2 separate regions of the Mus musculus genome follow, and region 2 is linked to region 1. The links are chromatin contacts, called in public Micro-C maps. All regions are on one chromosome and are shown on one strand. Each heading gives the region's core, a stretch centred on a gene start, on an enhancer-like site or on the middle of the called end of the contact. The rest is flanking DNA. Distances are from core to core; before and after follow the strand shown. Region 1 holds the start of Kcnb1 (potassium voltage gated channel, Shab-related subfamily, member 1). Region 2 holds the start of B4galt5 (UDP-Gal:betaGlcNAc beta 1,4-galactosyltransferase, polypeptide 5).

Region 1 (3,833 bases), core at 873-3,372:
GTTCCCCCCCCCTCCAGGACAAGGTTCTCTGCTGCATCTCTAACTCCTTAACACCGCACAACAGATACGTGTGTCAGAGAACAAACCAGCCGAGCCCAAGTGTGGCTGACAGAGGGATACCTGACCCCTTCTGCATGCAACCCTGCCTACAGTCACTCCGGAACCTGCCGGCCCCACCGCACAGGGTGAGGCAGGGCCAGTGGATCTCTCGGTTGAGCCTCGACCCTCGGCAGTCTAGAAGCAGCTGTCCAAGTTAGCACCCATGGGTGAGTGACTAACAAGGCCCGGCAAACTCTGAGTCTTCCCTGGCCCTTCACCTGGCCTTATGTTTCTCCTCAACAGCTACCACCCAGCTGCCCACCTCTTTTGCCTGTTGGTTTGTTAATTGGTGTAATATCCACCTTCCTCCAGAATCTAGAATTTGATTTTGTAGAATCTGGAATGGAATCAAAGCAAGGGCTATTTAAAATTGCCACCTGCCTTCTCCAGCTTTCCCATCCTCCCAGCTTCTAGCCTGTCTGACATAGTCTTCCAATTCTGTTTACAGTCGCTCTCCAGGGAGCCCGGCGACCCAGAGGCTAGTTGGCTTCGCAACTGTATCTCCCACGCCCGTCCTACGTGCAGCGCATGCATGCAGTAGGCGCTCAGCCTCGTGGTGGCCAGGACGCAGTCAAGCAGCCCGGGTGGGCCCCGCGGCCTGAGCCAGGGCCGGGCCGGGCACGGAGGGGTTAAGCCGCGCGCGTTTCCGACCCGCAGGTGGCGCCGTCCCGCCTCGGTGCCACTCGCCGCGCTCCGAAGTGCGGGACAGAATCGCGGCGAGCGCGGAGCCGAAGCTCAGCCCGACTTGTTGATCTCGCGCAGGCAGCCGCGGCCGCCGCCGAGCCGAGCCGGAGCCCGAGGTGGAGGCGGAGGCGCCGCCGATCGCCCGGGCCGCGCCGTCCCTGCGCCCCGCAGAGCGCCCCGCCCGCGCCCCGCAGCCCCGGCGCCGCCCTCCCGCCCGCCCGGCCGGCCCGGGTAGGCCTAGCCCGGCCCCGGGACCGCCGCTGCCGCGGGCGGGGGCGCGGGCGGGCGGCCGGCGAGATGCGCGCGGCGCGGCCCCGGGAGGCGGCCACCCTGGGGGTGAGTGTGGCGGGGTAGGGGGGTGGCGCGGGCCCACCCCGGGGCTGGGGGCGGGGCGTGTGCCCCGCGGGCTGTAGGGCCCGGGAACCCCCCGAAATCACCGGTGCGTGGCGGGAGGAGGGCACGCTCCGAAAGGCCAGAAGATTCCGCTGGTTTCCCCGCCTCCCACCTCCCCCACCCCTTCTCTTCCGAGCCCGGGCAAAGGCGCAGAACCCGGAGTTATAAAAAGCCATCGCCGGGAGGAGCGAGGAGGAGGAGCGGGAGGAGGGGGAGGAGGAGAAAGAGAGGAGGAGGGGCAGGAGGGGAGCACCGAGCAGGCGGATCCCGAGGACTCCGCGCCCCTCCTGCGCTAGAGTGGGGAGGGGGCGCACAAGGAGGTGCAGACCCCGCTGGCTTGGCTCCTTCGACCCTCACCTGGTCTCCGGAGCGGTCTCGGGTCCTGGTGTTGTGAGGAGTGGGGTCGCCCCAGGACAGGGCAGCCTGGTGGCCTCCGACAGGTGGGCATCTGGTAGCCTCCACAGTCCTCACTCGGCCCAAAATCTTCTAAGATTTAGAAAAAGCAAGCCCAATGCCATCGTTATGCTCCCACCCAAAATCTTGACTATCTTGGGGTGGGAGGAGATGAGAACTCACTAAAGAGAGAAAGAAAGTTCTCCCTGCCTCTCCCTTGCCTCCCAATTGCGGGGGCCAGGTTGGGCTCTCCAGCCCGAGAGCAGGGAGTTTCAGCACTCGACGGGACGGACAGCGCCCCGGGCGGCCGGATTGCGCCAGGGCGGGGGTGGGGCTTCCTGGGAGCCTCCTGGGGGCCTCTCCCGCCTGGAGGGCCACCCCTCCCTTCGTCCTGGGGTGGGGCTGACTTCAGCACCGGCGGGAGGAACAGCAGCCATCCGTCCTCCCTTCCCCCCCCCCCGCCCCCCAACTCCCCTGAGCCGCTTAAGCCTTGGGAAGGTCAAGGCCGGTAGGGGACCCTGGGGGAGGGGCCTCACAGTACGGTTCGCTGACCCGTGTCCGCTTTCGCTTTCTGCCTCGCAGCCGTCGGGATGGAGGTGAGACGGTAGCCGCGACGCCCGCCCTCGCGCACCCCTGCACCACAGCGGCCTGCAGAGCTCCCCGCCCCCCGCCCCCGCGGCAGCGGGCCTTGCCGTCGAGTGACAGCGGCCTGGGGGGGCAGGGGGGGCGGGGGCGGCCAGACCAGCGATGCCGGCGGGCATGACGAAGCATGGCTCGCGCTCCACCAGCTCGCTGCCGCCCGAGCCCATGGAGATCGTGCGCAGCAAGGCGTGCTCGCGCCGGGTGCGCCTCAACGTCGGGGGCCTGGCGCACGAGGTGCTGTGGCGCACTCTGGACCGCCTGCCTCGCACGCGGCTGGGCAAGCTCCGGGACTGCAACACGCACGACTCTCTGCTCCAGGTGTGCGACGACTACAGCCTCGAGGACAACGAGTACTTCTTCGACCGCCACCCTGGCGCCTTCACCTCTATTCTCAATTTCTACCGCACCGGCCGGCTGCACATGATGGAGGAGATGTGCGCGCTGAGCTTCAGCCAGGAGCTGGACTACTGGGGCATCGATGAGATCTACCTGGAGTCCTGCTGCCAGGCCCGCTACCACCAAAAGAAGGAGCAGATGAACGAGGAGCTGAAGCGGGAGGCTGAGACGCTGCGGGAGCGGGAGGGCGAGGAGTTCGACAACACGTGCTGTGCTGAGAAGAGGAAGAAACTTTGGGACCTGCTGGAGAAGCCCAACTCATCGGTGGCCGCCAAGGTGAGTCTGGAGTCTGTTTCCCCCCATGGAGGCCTACACAGAGGCTCCTGGCTCCTCACGATGAGTATACCGGTTAAAAGGCAGGGGCTCCAAGCGAGTTCTCCAAGGACTACTACTCTTAAGAGGCACCCTTCCCATGTGATTCAGTACGGTGTACCCCTACTTTGTTGGGGGGAAATGGTTTATAAAACTCTAAAATGCTACGGCCTTGGTGAGAACAGAGTCGAGCTTTGCTGGATAGTCTTGGTGCCTCCAGGCCTGGATACATACTAGAATAGCCTGCCCTGCAGATGTAACATCTAGCCCTGAATTATAACCCCACTCTGCTCATAAGGAAGGGTATAAACACAGCCTACCGACACGCCTGGCAGAGGCTGAGGCACCCACAGGTATTTTAAGAGATGACAAAAGACAGGGAAGGCTAGTGGTAAGGACAGGTCTGCCCCAAGGCTCGGGACAGCGGGTGAGAGGACCAGGCTGGCTCCTTGTTTATGTACTTGCTGTGTGGTGCAGTTTGCACTTGGCTGTTGGAGGAAGATGTAAATTTCCAAATCAGAGCAGAAAATAGGCCTGGGGAAAGAGGCAGGGTGAACTTGTTCACACAGGGTGGGCTGCTGGGCACAGGAGGCAGCCAGCCTTGGGGACCAGCAGAGGCTTGGGGTGAGGACCGGGACAGGTGCAATTCCTCTGAGTCAGGCTGGCACCTCAGCGTGTCTGGAGGGTGAGGCCTGCCTCACATGGCCTGTGTCCTGGGTGCCAGGAGTAAATGACAGCTCAGCATGCTCAGGGCTGCATGGGAGGCTGGGAAGGGGGCCCAGAAAAGAGATGTGTGGGAATCCAGAGAGATCAAGTTTGGGAAGAGACAAGATAGTCTCTGAGAGCTGAGTCCAGGAACGAGGACCAGAGGCAAGTGACCAAGATCGCCTGTTCGGCCAGCCATCCTTTAGAAG
Region 2 (4,144 bases), core at 924-3,423, 160 kb before region 1:
TGATTTTTTTCTTTGAGACAGGGTCTCGCTTAGCCCAGGTTGACCGTGGAATCGGAATCGCTATGTTAAGTACAGGAATGATTCAAATTGCTTCAGCGCCTATTACAGAGTGGACGCTTTTCAGAGACTCTGTCCTCAGTCCTCACCGTGGAACCCCAGAGAGGAGGGACAGGGAGCCTCTACTTGACATTTCCTAAGTCTCGAGTTTACAAAGGTCTCTGCTTTACTGAGTCCTGGTCAGAGGGCAGGAGAAGGATGAGGCAAGAAGCAACTGGTCAGGATGAAAGAGGAAGAAAGAAAGAAGTGCCACTAAAAGTCTTTAGGGTCCTGCTGAGCCCCTGGCCATGTCCCTTTCCTTACCAGGATCAGATGTTTCATCCTGAAAAGACCCATCTCATCACCTTCTCAACCCACCTTTCTATGCTCTTTTTATTTTAACATTTTAAAAATAATATTTATTTTACTTATCTTGTATACGTTTGTGTGCAAGCGTGGAAGTCAGCCGAATGTGTCACCTGACTGGTTCCCTCTTGAATTCCGTTGGATGCCTTCCCTCTGAGGAATCCTGCCCCGAGCTGCTCACTTCCTTTCCTGTGGAGCCTGCTCTGGGACTTTAGGACTAGCCAGCCATCTCTGTTTCCTCTGGTGTTAGTGGGTGCTCTGCATCCCCTCTGTTGATCTTTTAGGTACTGGGCACTGAGCTCTGAGCACATACATAGCAAAACATGAAACAGAATCTCTGTCCTTGTAGAGCACTGGTTTGAGAAACCAAAAGGAACACATACCAAAACATGGCTTTGGAGGTGATGGGAAAGTCGAGGCTTGGAAGTGCACATGACAGTGCAGAATGAGAAATGGGGTTAGTGGTCAAGCCCCGGTGGCAGGCCACTTTTGATTTGAGCCCTTACTTCACAACTTAGACGACTTGCTTCTCTTTCCAGAAGCTTCAGTTTTCTCATCGGTGCAATGGGGCCAAAGTGGGGGTAGGGGAGCCACGATCTCAGGACTTAGAGAGAGGCTGTTACTGGCTAAGAAGCCCTGTTTCTCGGTGTCTTAACATTGACAGTTGTCACCACTGTTCTGTCCTGTAGGATGTGACCTTGTTTGGATCTCTTCTTCTTTCCTGGGATTTTATCCTTGGATTCATTGAAGGCGGATCAAGCCCCTTCTTCCTTCCTTCCGGCTTTTGCATTTGTAGTTCCCCTTAGTGGGACCACTCTTTCTCCACCTGGCACTTTCACATTCTTTTGTGTTCATGCCACCCAGGAAGGAGAGGCTTCCCCCTCAATCTCAGACTAGAGTAGAATGCATCCGAAACATCTTCATGTCTAATTGTTTTCATATCTCTTATCATCATCATCTGTTATATTGATTTTTTTCTTATTCGCATTAATACAGGTTCCCAGAGGAATCTTTGCTCCGTGGAGCATCCCCGGCCCCAGGACCCGTAACTGCCACTTTATCATAAATGGTGTCTGGAATGAATGGATGAGTGAGGGCGAACACGAATGCCCCGGCCTCTGCATCCTTGCTCTGCTGCAGCGGCGGGCTACCTGGCTATTCACACATTGTCCACCACCCCTCGATCCCCGCGTGGGGAGCTCGCACGGGAACCAAGTCGTACTAGCGAGCCGCTTCCTGCCAGCATGGGCGGCGGCCGCTCGAGGATCTTGCGGCTAGAGTGCTCGCGCGTGAACCCCGCCCCGCCCCGCCCCGCCCCCACATCCAGGCCCCGCCCCACAGATGCGCTCCCCGGACTGTAGGCCCTGCCCATTCCCGCCCCCTTGCCTCAGGCCACGCCCTTCTCTCCTCCCCGTCAGGCCTCAGGCTCAGGCTCCCGCAAAATGCTTGTTATGCTCCCGGCCCCGCCCTTATCCCCCTCCCCATCAGACTTCAAGCCCGGTCCCCGCCGGTGTTCTCAGGCTCGCGGAGGCACCCTTAACATCAGGCCCCGCCCTCGTCCGGCCCCCAGTTTAGGCCCCGCCCTTACTCGGTCCCCATCAGGCCTGCCTCAGGTCTGGTACCTCCATCTGCTCCTCAGACTGCGGCCCTTGCCCTCGCCCCGCCCTCAGCATCAGACCCCGCCCCTCACCCCGCCCTCCTAACAGGCCCCGCCCCGCCCGCCTCGCCCCCGCCGCTGAGCTCCTCTGGTCGTCGGCCCCCTCCCGCCTCATGTGGCCCGGCCCGCGGCGGCCGGCGGCTGAAAGCGGCGAGGCGGCGGCGCGCGAAGCCCGGAAGGCGGCGGCCGAGGCCCAGGCGGCGGACCGGAGCGGCGGGAGCGGGGCCCGGGTTGGCCCTCGAGCGGCCGCCGGCTCAGCATGCGCGCCCGCCGGGGGCTGCTGCGGCTGCCGCGCCGCTCGCTGCTCGCCGCGCTCTTCTTCTTCTCGCTGTCGTCCTCGCTGCTCTACTTCGTCTATGTGGCGCCCGGCATAGGTAGGAAGGCGACCCTGCGGCCACCCCACGCCTCTTCCCGCTGCGGCCCGCGCCGCCGCCCCGGCCGACCCCGCGCTCCGTGACTCGCCGTTTCCTGCCGCGCCACCCCGCAGCCCGCCCGCACACGCGGCCTCCTCCCTGACGCAGCCGCCCGCGCCCTCCGCGGCCGCGCGTTGGCTGCCCAGACCCGGCGGGGCTGCGGGCTGCGCGCCCCTTTCCCCTCCCCCCCCTCCTCCCTGGAGCCCGCCGCTCGCCCGCCGCTCATAGCGGACCCGACCTGCTCTGGGGACCGATGGGAAGTTTGAATTGGCCATGGAGGAGGTGCTGTGACAGGGGCCTTGAAGAAGCGGTGCCAGGTGGAAGGGAGGGGGGGGTCGCCCAGAGAAGAAACGGAATGGGTAGCAGTTCTCCAAGGTCCGCCCTTTAGAGGGGGAGACCGCCTGGAGAGAAAACGAGCCCTTCCCGGAACAGACTGGACGCTGATGAGAAGGCAAAGGCAGCGAGAGGGTTAAAGGCAGAGGACACTGAGGTCAGATGTCCTGTATGACCTTGGGCCCTCAGCTTCTCTTCTCTGTAAAATGGGGACACGAATCCCAGCCTTTAAAGGACAGAGGGCCATAAATGCCCTTTAAGCTTTTCTCCCTATAGCGGACGCCCAACGTCTTCGAAATAAATACATACATAATAAATAAATATTCGCTGTTACAGGTAGTTTGGGGGACAGAAGGAAAGAGTTTTAAGGAATGCGACTTGCCTCCCTTAGTGTGGTCTTGGAGTGCTAGTGAAAACTTCAGCCCTTGGTGAAAAATGAGAAGATGCTGTTGGGGGTGGGGCCGAGGGCGAGAATTCTGGATGGTTGGGATGGGTGCCGCTTAGGGGAAGTGCCTTTGAGATCGGAGTAGTAAATGCTGGTGTTCCCTGTTGACCTGGCAACTCTGAACTGGCAGAGAAATTTCCAGAGAAAGAGGGAGAGAGGGAGAGAGTCTCTCCCCTGATTATTTTTTTTTTTAAAGCTTGTTTCACTTGATGTTTAAAGTTGGTGTTTCATGCTGTCAGCCTGACCTGGGAAGATGGAAAAGCTAACTTGAGACTGTCCTCACTGATTTGGTGAGTGGCATTCCACCAGGGATGTATAATTATTGTGGCTTGTTAGGCTTGCTAAGTAGAAGGGCAGGAATTCTGGCTGAACAAGAATAGATAACTAATTAGTGAAATTAATTGAGAAGAGAGCTCATTAGCGAATAGGATATTAGATTCTCACAAAATGAGAGTGAAGTGATAGGTTTAAACCTGCAGGCATCTTCCAGCCAGACCCTCTATTTTTCTTCCTTTTGTGAAAGTGACAGGTGTTTCTGGTCTGGGTCTGTGTATCTCCTGTATCTCCATGGTGATCAGCCTTTTTCGATGAGAAAGAATAGAAGCCAGACTCTTCAACAGAAATGAAACTTACTTCAGATTTCTCTGTGGTAGGTCAGTGAAGCTCCTGTGTACGCCACCACCGCCACCACCAAGCTTAGAATCCCAAACCCTGTGTCACTGCAAGACTCAACTCTCTTGAGATTTCATTAGTGACTTTAGAAGTGTTTGAGAGAACAGATCCATTGCTATTCAAAGTCTGTTGGCAAAGAATAGGACCAGCAGTGCTGGGATGTGGCTGGGTGGTAGAGTGGTACCTAGCATTGTGCAAGGTTCTGGGTTTGATTCCTGACAC

Evidence for each region. Hi-C and Micro-C count contacts between places; a contact is called where the count stands out from the background.
Region 2: a contact with region 1 is called in a Micro-C map of embryonic stem cells, with 1.9 times the contacts expected there. The contact joins the promoter of B4galt5 here to the promoter of Kcnb1 in region 1. A contact is called at or near these places in 1 of 39 promoter capture datasets (embryonic stem cells), 2 of 484 Hi-C or Micro-C datasets (both in embryonic stem cells) and 2 of 9 other capture datasets (adipose tissue and pancreatic islet).

The regions. Positions count from the first base shown.
Region 1 is chr2:167,187,107-167,190,939 of GRCm38.p6, reverse strand. It overlaps Kcnb1 (potassium voltage gated channel, Shab-related subfamily, member 1), which reads left to right and starts at 2,122. Exons shown (of 2, transcript NM_008420.4): 1 at 2,122-2,883. The coding sequence starts at 2,317. It overlaps 1110018N20Rik (a long non-coding RNA gene), which reads right to left and starts at 315. Exons shown (of 4, transcript XR_001783560.2): 1 at 1-315.
Region 2 is chr2:167,347,207-167,351,350 of GRCm38.p6, reverse strand. B4galt5 (UDP-Gal:betaGlcNAc beta 1,4-galactosyltransferase, polypeptide 5) reads left to right here and starts at 2,173. Exons shown (of 9, transcript NM_019835.2): 1 at 2,173-2,433. The coding sequence starts at 2,319.